Regions from separate parts of the Arabidopsis thaliana genome. Here all the other regions are linked to region 1. A link is a contact called in public capture Hi-C data. All regions are on one chromosome and are shown on one strand. The core of a region is the stretch at or near the end of the contact, and the rest is flanking DNA. Distances in the headings are between cores, read along the strand shown. Region 1 holds the start of AT3G43580 (Beta-galactosidase related protein). Region 2 holds the start of AT3G43540 (initiation factor 4F subunit (DUF1350)). Region 3 holds the start of AT3G43520 (Transmembrane proteins 14C).

Region 1 (3,637 bases), core at 837-3,336:
CTAAAATTGTATTTATTTATCTATTGCAAATTATGATTTTTTATTAATGGTATCAAAGAAGTTTTATGATTTTAAAATCTTTTAAAATAAAAATTAACTTCCAAAATGTTAGTTTAATAATATAGAAAAAACAAATATAGTATAATTGGATATCAAATCCTAGTTTTTCAAATCTTATTGGTTAACAAATTTTAAGAAATAAATTTTAATTTTTCGTCCATAATTAATAGGAAAGAGAAAATGATTTTAATTTTGGAAAACTAATAAAATATTAATTTAAATCTATTAATTTTGTGATTACTATTTTATCTTTAATGAATTTATTTAAAAATTAACAATCAATGGAATTCTATGTAATCTTTTACCCTTCATAAGGTTGTTTATTTTCAATGATTCTCAATTAATAGTATAGATGATTATAGTTAAAACCACAATATCTTTATATTCTTTTTTTTCTCTAATTGTTTTTTGCTTGTCGAACCACTTATCCATTCATTAAACCAAAGAAGGATATAGAGTACAGATCATCAACTGAATGGTTGGGTACATAAAGCAGATTAAGCATAAGATTACATCAAGGGTAGCTAGGAAGGTTGAGAGAGCATTAAACATAGGAGATAAATCCATAAGAACTCGGAGACAGGAGCTGCGCAACATATCACAAGCGAAATCATGGTGTGTCAAAGACACTTTGGCAAAAAATTCGGGGAGCTTAACAATAGTCACTATCAAAAGAATTCGTGACTTTGAAAAATGTTCTTTAGTTTCAATGGTTTCCGGCGTGAACCACTTGGAGAAAACGGAAAGACTTGAAGCAATTCTCGATAAGGAGGATGGCAGAGCTGAAATTCCCTCCAAGGTGAAGCAGCTATTGCGCCAAAGACCCTTAAGGCCAAATATGAGTTCTGCGCAAAAGGAGGCAACGTCGTGCATCCTCGACAATCTTAGATAGTATTCTTGATGTGGGAGCTGGATTCGATTCGGAGTAAAGGTTAAGGACAGATTGAAGAAGCTTCGGTAATCACCGCTCCTTAGAAATGGGATGATAATGTCGTTCTTCTTCAATCTATTAACTTCATGGATAATGTGCCTAAGCGGTTTTAAGGGCATGGTTCCCAAAAAAACTTTGTATCAGACTATCAACATAAGTGAATTATGTTCCAACTGACGTCCACAATCAATTATACATATAACACGACACAAACAGTTGCTAAGAATGAACGAAAGAGAGTTCAGCTCAAACCTAGGCAGAGATGGGAATGGACGATGCCTTATTAATTTCCTGGCCAAAAAAATGATACAGATGGGCCTGGATTGAGCAGTCAGGGGATTTGGGCTGCCATTTGGATTGTGCATAAATACAATCTGGGCTTTAATAAAAACCTGGTAGATGGGCTTTTATGATTCTTAATGTTGGGCCGTAATTCTTAAAGATGGTCAACGAATAAATCAACATTGGGCCCTGGTGCTTTTGTTGGTAATGTGGGCCAAGCCCAGTAGAAGGAGCCTCCAGCGAGATTAGGGTTTTGTCAATCGTCGTAGCTGACGGTTCAAGGATTTCCAGCCACCAGAAACAAACCAATAGCTTGGGACTGAGCCATGGGGGATCCAAATGATGCGCATGGGGAGGTGGAGCTCTTGTCATGCACGAAGACGGGTGGGTAGAAGCTTCACTCGGATTTGAAGAAGCTTCTTTTGTCCACTTTGACAGATAGGTTGAGAGCGGAGCAGACAACAAGAGGATCAAGAAAGAGCTCTTCCTGTCTCTGTCTCGAAGGGTTGAGGCACCGTGGAACAAAGGCAAGCGGTTGAAGATACATGTAGATTGAAAAAAACGGCCAAAAGCAGAATTAGATCACACCAGGGACAAGAGGAGGAGATCTCCCGATGCCGACAAGCATAAGCTTCACCGGTGCCGAATAGGTGGTTAGGGACTGCGTCTCGATGTTAGTACCCGAGAGAAAAAAGAGTTTTAGTTTAGTCACTCTATTTTTCTCTCTAAATATGGATGATAAATTTAATGCAAATATTATTTTAGTTAACTTTTGTTTTTTTAATTATAATTTTCTAATTTAATGCATAGATAAATCCAAAATTATCTTGTGATGGAGTGATGGGTTTTGGAAGGTAAATCTATCTACACATACACTTTTTCATGTTCTTAATAACATGATATGTGGCATACCATGGTTAAGTGAGTTAATAGTGCAGCGGTAAGTACAAAAAGAGTCTTTGGATATCAATGGATTCTCAAAGATCTATTTGTAGCTAGGAGTTCTTAGCTTTGTGTATTAATGACTTCAAGTTGAGAAAAGCTTTCTCTTTATTAATCAAAAAAAACAACCAAGTCTAACGAACCTAAGAAGCAGACTGGTTATGGTCGAAACATAAAAGAAATCCTAGTCAAAGCTTGTTGCCAAAGCAAACACAAACCGACGTAATAAAACCCAAATAAAGCCCAACACAAGTTTAAAGAATAACATAATTAAAAGCCTAATAATAATGACGTAGATGTTGCTACATCAGTTAATAATAATTTCTTCCTCCATTTAATAAAGAATATTCTCTAGTATATTTTTCTTTTATATTTATTTTAATTTTTTTTTTTTTTTGCTTTTTAAACAAGAAATATGATTAAAAAAAATTCTTTAATTTTTGTTTTTAATTATTTTTTGGAAATAAATTTTTTTTTTTTTTTTTTGTCGTCAACCTTTTGCATTAACTTGGAATCAAGATACATCATTTCAGGATATTACAAGGCTTAAGTTTTTAGCTCTAGCATCCTTAGTAATTCTATCCGCTACATGATTGATATTACGTGAGATCTTAAGGAAGTCAAAAGACTTGTATCCTGATGCCAAGTTTCGTACTTCTTGGAGGTATGTCAATATAGGTGAATGTTGCAGCCCGTGGATTGCTGAGTGGAGGGGTTCATAAAGCTCTGCTGCATCTCCGGAAATAGAACTTCATCATATCCGAGCCTTCAAAGATGAATCATAGCTAATTTTAAGGCCTCGACTTCTGCTTCAAGCGGCGAACTCGTTGGTCGTATTGCAGACATTCCCCAAAGTACAAATTGCGCATTTGGAGTGTACATGATCCAGCCTATGCCTACAGTGGCAGTAGAAGAGACCCATGAAGCATCCACAAAACAACAATAAGTTTTTGCTTGATGAATAATAGTCATTACGTCCTCTTTTGGTTGTAATAGGTGTTGTGGTATTAGGGTCTCTTTGAATTGAATCTCGCTATTTGTTAGCGTCACTCCACCGTAGACTCTCATTCCATTGTTGCTTGTCAATGAGAGCTTTGTTTATAATGTCCCGAATAGACCATCGTTTATTATTGAAAATGATATCATTCCGCATTTTCCACTACAGGAAATGAAGGTATTAATAGTAATACAATATAGCGTTTTCAATGATTCTGGTATAATTGTGTTTTGAAAAAAATTATATAGCGTTTTCGAAAAAACAAACGCTATGGTAGATTAACCGCAAAAATATTTCGTAGTGGCGCTTAGTTTTTGGCTTTATGATAGCATATATGACATTCAAAACGTTATAATAGAGATAACCGGGAAAGTAAAAATTTTGTTGGCTCCAAATTTTTTACTAAGTAAGAAAAGAAAATAAAG
Region 2 (3,850 bases), core at 496-2,995, 71 kb after region 1:
GCTGTAGGAGCACTTGAAGCAATTGCGATTCTCAAGTGGTGACGGTCTGAATTCTGACACTCCTTGTCCTACCTGCATAGAACAACGAAACAAAGAACGAAAAGTTCAATTGTTTTTAAGGCTAGGCCAATTACAAGGGACTTACATAAAAAAAGCTCAATCTTCGATACGAAGTCAAGAAGTCCCTTACTGAAGAAATACCTCACCAAATACTGATGGCAATTGATCCACCAATTTAGTAAATGACTTAAGAGCTTCTTGATCGTTGTTTAGAATCGTTGTCCCAGCTGTGTCAAGTAAGAGTTTCAAAACATCACCTGTAAGTGAGCACAATTGCAAAGATAATTAGCTACTTTTGATTCTCAAGAATTATAAAAGTCTCAACTAATAATCTACATTGTTTGACAGACTATTTGAATAAGACTTTGTAGCGTAAGTAGTATCACCTGAAGCATTTCGAGCCATTTCATATACTGGAGAAGCTTCCACCATTGGCAGCATCTGCTGGATGAGAGGACCAAGCTGCAGAGAAACATAGGCAATCTAAGATACAAGCGATCATAATCTCATCAATCAATCTTGTGAAGATAATAGTACCAGCCCTAAGATCGCAAGTAAGAACGTTGAGCTACTTTTTTGTAGCCTAGACTCTGATAATATAAGCTACAGGTTGCTAACATCAAGTACATACCCTGTGATCTCTATTGGAGTCATATAGTGAAGGTTTTAAATAGGACAATATAAGAGAACAATGACAAGAACTTATCACTAATACACTCTAAACCAAGCAAAGCTTAAGAGACTAATGATAATATTTACCTGCTCAAAATATGGAACCGCCTCTGTCGCTGATTTGTTATTGAATGAAATAATGGCATTAACCTTTCACAAGAGAGAGATTACATTTTTGTCACACTTGCTTAGAATTAAGACAAAGAGAAGATTAGAATCAACCTAACCTTTGGTATCTTCTCAGCAAAATAACTTCCGGTCAAAACTTGGAGCAGTGCACCATTACTGTATAGAAAGTTGAAAACTTGACACTAGTCAGAATTCAGGACACAGAGAATTCATAAGGTTTAAGGAAGGAGAGAAAAGTTGAACACCTGTGACCAACTGAGAAAAGAGGAAGGTCAGCTAAATCTCCAGGCTTCAAGTTTGAATTTGGAATTCCAGATGAGACAATCGTGTCCAAGCATGAATTAAACCTCTCATAAACTTGCTTAGCAGCTTGTTCATGATCAAATGTAACATTGTACGGCACAGATACTATCAAATACCCTTCCTTTGCCAGTAGCTCCTTAAGGTAACTACAAATCACACAGAGACAAAGGAACAACATCTTTTAGGTTATGTGAAATTTGATGAACTCGGAGAATCAAAGTACCTGTAAGTGAGTTCAGGAACAGCTCCGACGAAGGCACCTCCCAAGAATTTAACAATAGCACGCGGTTTCTTGAATTTAGGAGGAGGAGGAATCACTAGACAAGAATCAAGCCTCGTGTAAACCTTATTGTTTCTGCTGCCACCGGTCGCTGTGACGGTGAGAGACAAAGCTCGAGCTCGTTTGCTAAACAGAGTGGCCGGGATTAGTTGAGTACCCAGAAAACTCGAAGTGGCTAATCCAAACTCCATTATTCCTTTTCTTCCCTACAGTTTTGTGTGAAGAAGAAGAAGCAAACGTTTAGTCAGACTTTTTTTTTTTTAACAAGTTTTTTTTTTTTTTCACAGAAAGTTATTTTTATTAGGGTGAATTGCAAAAATAACAGTTTTCAAAAAATTATTAAATATGTGGTTTTATAATGTGGATAATGTAGTGGAAAGAAATTTTCAGGGCTCCTTTTTAGTGGAGAGTAATCTTATATACTTATATTATAAAAAAAGAAAAAAAAATGATTTTCTTTTATCCGTAAAAGAAGTAAATGACATAGAAAACCTTAAAAATATTGATTATTTACGACCCAACCAATATAAATGGATTCCAAAATTATCCAAGCTCATTGTATTTGGGTCATATCCAATAAAACCCTAGTAAAACACTAGGTTTTCCAAATTCTCTGCGGTAAAATCGATTCACGATCTCTTTCTTCTCTTTCTTTTCTGTTTTTTTTTCTTATTTCTTCACTGTAAATCTAAATCCAGTAAAACAATTCTCAATTCTCGTCAACGACAACGACAGATCTGTTCGTCGATCTTGGTATATCTGTAGAAAACTAAGAAATTGGGTAAGTTAAAATCGGATCCGAGTTATTTCAGATTGGGTTTTGTGATCGAAATTGATTGAAGAGTAGTACTAATCCAAATGATTTTGTTTGTAGGTTTGGAGAAATGGCTCGAACAAAGAACGCAGGTGTGCCGTTGGCGGCGGAGGTAGTTTCACAGACAATCAATGACGAAGTAGTAGTAGCGTCGGCTGCTGAAGTGGATTCTGAAGCAACAAATCTAATCTCTAACGACGATAGAGCGGTATGAACTTTAAACTTTACACAATTAGCAGATTATAGTAGAACTTTGCCGATTTTGTAACTTTCAAAATTCTGAAACTAAAAAAGTATAACTATGTATGAATTAGGTATATCTTTGTTGAGATTATAACTTAGAAATTTTAAAAAGTAGATCTATGTATAAATTAGTATATCAATGCATAAATTAGTATATCTATTTTGAATCTAACTTAGAAATTTTTGAAACTAAAAACTAGGGATATCTATGTTCGAATATAACTTAAATATTTTAGAGACTAAACAATCTATCTATGTATAAATTAGGTATATTTATGCTGATTTCTACTTTTAAATTATATGAAACTAAAAAGTATATCTATATTTAAACTAGGTATATCTATGTTCGAATATAACTTAGATATTTTAGAGACTAAAAGGTATATCTATTTTTAAATTAGGTATATCTATGCTGATTTCTACCTTTAAATTATATGAAACTAAAATGTATATCTATATTGAAACTAGGTATATCTATATTTGATTCTAACTTAGAAATTTTCAAAACTAAAAGGTATATCTATGTATAAACTAGATATATCTATCTTGATTTCTAATTTATCTATGTTGCTTTCTAAGGTATATCTCTATCTTGATTGCAGGATTCTGATGAGGAAACCGAAGCTCTTCAACCTCTTAAAATGTATTTCGGTCCGAGTGATTATACAAAGCCATTCAAGATTACAGCAAAGTGTTATCTTCATAAGGCAGTCGGATTATTGGAGAGTCATCTTGAAGAGTCTGAGTTGAAGTGGTTTTTGGAGCACCCACAATTCAAACACTTCTTCCACATGCATAAGGATCCAAATCATAAGGTGATGGGTATGTGGCTGTTATTTATTCGTACAACATGTTTAGATAAGAAAGGAAGTATGGTTTATTGTCAATGGCGTACCGATCCGGTATTCTCTCGAAAAATTTGCACTCATGTTAGGATTATACTGCCACAATTATCCCAAACCCTTGGACAGCTTGGGTGTACCACTTTTGTTGGCTAGATGTTTGGACCCGGAGCAACAATTCAGTATCCTGATGTGGAGAAAAAGTTATTGTCTATGAAAAAACCTTCTGAAGCTCGTCTGAGAGTAGTTGTGCTATACTTCTTATGTAATCGTTGGAAAGGGTAAGACAGGAAAACATGCACCAAATTTGGAGAAGTTCTTCCTTAGGGTTGTGGCTGATCTAGAGTTGTGCAAAACATTTCCGTGGGGAAAAAATGCATTTGAAGAAAATGTGAGAGACATTTTCTATTTGATGAAAAAGTGCAATGGAGTAGTTGGTCCACAAAAGTTGTTTCCTAGTTTTGTTATGCCTTTGTAGGTTTGTCATTTCATTATGCATCTATTAAT
Region 3 (4,007 bases), core at 1,168-3,667, 96 kb after region 1:
TGATTTTGCTCTGCAACTTCAATCTGTTCTTAATTGACTAAACCCAATAAGCTTGAAGAACGAAATAAACCCTTTAAGAAAAGGAGGAGCAAAGAACTACCCACCCAGATCTAAGGATCTAATCAAAGCAATCAAGCACAAGAAAACTGAAACTAAATAGAAACAAAGGAACGAAAAATGAAAAAACAAATCCAGATAAAAGCCGATACCTAAGCCATCCGAATCGAGAGCGAATTGATGGAAATAGAGCTATTTGACATTGCTAAGAGAGTCAACGACACTAGACGAAAGCCGACCAACACCACTAAAAAACTGATCGTTGCCGAAACCAAATCGGAACATCGGACAAGACTTTCTCTCTCTCAAAGATTAAGAGAGAAAAGAGAGAGAAAGTCTTTTCAATCTTTTCTATATTTTTACGTGAATCAAAAAATTAAATATATTTTTTTTGTCTCACTCTTTAAATTTGGTACTTTGGTTCCACGAGTTTGAAGATTTTCGGGAATAATTTGAGTTTTTAGATTCTGACCACAGAGCTAAATCCATAAAGTCCTTTAGAACGTTTTGGTGCTAGTTTTCTTATGGTTCAGACAAAACAAAGTAGCAAAGCTGCTTTATACACCGTGAAACACACACATAAAGAAAGAAAAAGGTCAGAGACAAGACACTTTTGTAACAGACTCGAGAGTGTTTGCTACTGCTTAGTGGAGGCTGCGCATGATACCGTGTATGTATCCTCCGGTCATAATGAAAGACATGATCGACACAACTCCAGCAGGAAATATCTTCTTCGAACGCATGTATCGGGTTCCCATTACGTACATTAACGCACCCGCCATCACTTTTTTAACAACACAAAACAATGCAGATGTTTAGACGCCACATCATCAGACTTACAAAAATAAAAGCTAGTATCACCGCCGTTCAGGAATCCAGCTTTTGAAACTAGTAAATTGGACACAACTACTCTGTTATTAACAATTGTTTTTCCTTACCTACACCAACGGTTGATGCAAGAACAGGTTTTGTTGGGAGCTGACTGAAGACATACAGCAGAACAGCAGCTGACAGTCCACCTGCAAGCAACGATTTCTGGCTACCGCTCTTCAGATAACCCATCAGCCCACCAACTACATCAAAACCATCTAACAGTTCATGAGCATTTGAGTATCGCTTTATAGGCAAGCATAACATCACTGTTCTTCGATACGTTTCAATATATCTGTGAGTCCATTAATAAAATGAGAACTCAACTTCACCTAATAAGCATACACATATACAGACTGAACTAACCTGGACTCTCCGATCTCAATCACATTAGTAACATCAACTCATAAAAAGAATCTTAAAGGCATCAACAAGAACAAGGAACCTCCATGTTTAACCTAAAGCTATGACAGTCAGATCCAGAAACCAAGTTTTGCAGAATTCAAGTAACATCTCCATCTCTAGGAAATATGCAAATAGGAATTAACCCTCTATGAACCTTTTTCTTCTCACAAATACTAATGAGTGTGCTTCTAATCCCTAATCCAATTCTTAAAACCCCCCAAGATAAAATCATCCAAAATATAGATTCCCCAAGAACATTAGAGTTCAAGAACACTGATCAAATTCTCATCCACGATAAAGAACTGTGATGATTTTGCTATCCCTAACACATCACGTTAGATCTTCAAATTCAAAATTTCAAAGTATAAATGAAGAAGCAGGTAAACCCTAAACCCTAGAAGTTCATCACATTCACAAAATTGAATCTCACCTACTACACAAGAAACTGGATAATCTTAGCTTTATACCGAAGTTCTAAATCAATTTCACAATGAAGAATCAAGTATAAACCCTAGAGTTACAATGAATCTCACCTCCGACGAGAAAAGCGTAACCAAGAGTCAACTTCTGCGACATAGACAGAGGCGTGCTCTTCTTCCCGTCACTCTCCTCCTTATCGTCTTCCCCTCCGTCGTCATTTCCATCGCCGCCTCCACCACCGCCGCCAAATTTATCACCTCCAATTCCACCACCACCTCCGTAATCGATCGTAGGCTCGACTTCAACAGCTTTGACTCCCGAATCAACGCAGTTAGCAGTAATCGTACTGGTGATCGTCTTAGTGGAGTCAGAGGGAACTACTGCACCGAGAGGAAGTCGTCGGTGACCAGATGCGAACGCCAGAGGATGAAAACCGTTGGAATTTTGGAATCTGACACTTCGGATCGGTGAAGCAGTGGAGGTATTGAGTAGATAGTGATTAGGTCTGACGTGAAGGAGAGAGGATTGTGCAGAGGAGGAACTCAAAATCAAATCCGCCATTTTCTTCGTCTTCTTCTTCGCAAGCTTTTTGTTTAACGACTAATTTTAGTGATTGATTGATTTTGGAGAAAATCAACAACAAAAAACGTTAATCAAATAATGAACCTTAACCGGCTAAATTGGTCTTATCTGCAAACCGGTTTTCATTAGATCTTACTTTATTAGGCATTGCAATCGGTACTTCGGTCCGGGTCAGTTCGGAATTTCGGTTTGTTTGATTAATAAAAAATCTAACCAAATTAACCGAATTTGAACTACGGTTTTCCTCAGTTCTGAAGTGATATATTTCGGTTCTGAAGTGTTCTGAATTGAAACAACAATAATTAATACGGTTTGCTCAGTTTAAATTCCGATTGGTCCAATAATTTCGGCATATTTTTCAATATTTCGGAACATTTCAAACAATTTTGCCATCGATTTATAGCAAAAATTGGACAATTTAAAGAATATTTTGGTAACCGATTGGTGCACCTCCTCATATCACCGAACCGGTCACTGATTTCAAAAACAAGTTTCTGAACGGTTTTAAGAATACCCAAATTACCAAAATTTTCGGATGGGTCCGGTACATCTGCCCAGGTCTTCGCATTAGTAAACGACGTCGTTTTTGGTCTTTCATCCCAATATGTATGTGTAGTCTCCCAATAAATCAACGCAGAAAACCAAAACCCTCCTCACCGGAGATCCACCGTCTAAATCGTCTCTAAAAATGGAGAAATCGTTGCTCGATTCTGGCGAAACAACGGAGATAATTACCACAGATAAAAACGAGGAAACAGTGAAAGACACTCTCAGAGAAGTTAAATCTCATGACATAGACCACGGTGAAGCACCCGTACCGGAGAAAGTGCCTCCGGCGTATAAAAGAAAAGTTTCCGTTGCTGAAGAAGAACGCTTTCTTTATAAGGTTACGACTTTTGCTTACTCTACTCTCTATGTTCTATTCTAGTGAATGGTTTTGATTTTCGATTTGTTCTGTGAGATATTTTTCTGGAATCTGTTTTTATATGTTTAATAGTTCTCGGAGACGAAAGATGTGATGGTTAATAAATACCAAGGCAAAACTTCTCTATTGATTGGGAAGAAACATGTTCGTAAGGAAAAAGATGCAAAATTTAGAGGTACAATTTTTGAACACACACACTTACTTGTTATCTTTACTCTGAAGCAACTCTTGTGAATGATGAAAAAGCTTTCATGTTGTGTTCTCTGTTAGGAATAAGTTTCCCAACACACCAATGGTCTGTGTTCAAGAAAAATTTCTCTGCTACTGAGGAAGCTATTAAGCATTTCCAGTTAAAGAATACGTAAGAATGTTACCTTATTCATGTTCTCCTTTTGGTGTTTTATATTCATTGGACCGCATATCTTGCTGCAGAACACCAAATGGAAATGCTTGTGAGGCTTTGGATACGAGAAGCAGTAGCACTCACGGTTTTTCGCTTATCGAGACTTGGCGATTTGATGGGAGGAGTTATCTTTCATGGGCATCAGAGATGGAGCTTTTTTTGAAGCAAATGAAGCTGGCTTATGTTCTCTCTGAGCCTTATCCTGGTATTGGTAGTGGTAGCTCTCAAGATTGGTTGAGAGATGATTATCTTTGCCATAATCATTTGATGAAATCATTGTCTGATGATCTGTACCGTCAGTACTTGAAGAGATTCAAGCATGCTAAGGAACTGTGGGAAGAGTTG

What was found. Capture Hi-C pulls out chosen DNA fragments and counts their contacts.
Region 2: a contact with region 1 is called in a capture Hi-C map of seedling, with 2.6 times the contacts expected there. A contact is called at or near these places in 5 of 26 Hi-C or Micro-C datasets (callus, cotyledon, leaf and 1 more) and 3 of 3 other capture datasets (root, seedling and shoot).
Region 3: a contact with region 1 is called in a capture Hi-C map of root, with 2.8 times the contacts expected there.

What each region holds. Positions count from the first base shown.
Region 1 is chr3:15,500,465-15,504,101 of TAIR10.1, reverse strand. It overlaps AT3G43580 (Beta-galactosidase related protein), which reads right to left and starts at 2,086. Exons shown (of 1, transcript NM_114226.3): 1 at 464-2,086. The coding sequence starts at 1,110. The coding sequence ends at 496.
Region 2 is chr3:15,428,555-15,432,404 of TAIR10.1, reverse strand. AT3G43540 (initiation factor 4F subunit (DUF1350)) reads right to left here and starts at 1,745. Exons shown (of 8, transcript NM_202650.2): 1 at 1,107-1,745; 2 at 960-1,017; 3 at 820-882; 4 at 447-522; 5 at 202-317; 6 at 1-72. The coding sequence starts at 1,342. It also overlaps the pseudogene AT3G43530.
Region 3 is chr3:15,404,394-15,408,400 of TAIR10.1, reverse strand. AT3G43520 (Transmembrane proteins 14C) reads right to left here and starts at 2,417. Exons shown (of 3, transcript NM_114220.4): 1 at 1,866-2,417; 2 at 996-1,130; 3 at 452-841. The coding sequence starts at 2,313. The coding sequence ends at 702. It also overlaps the pseudogene AT3G43510.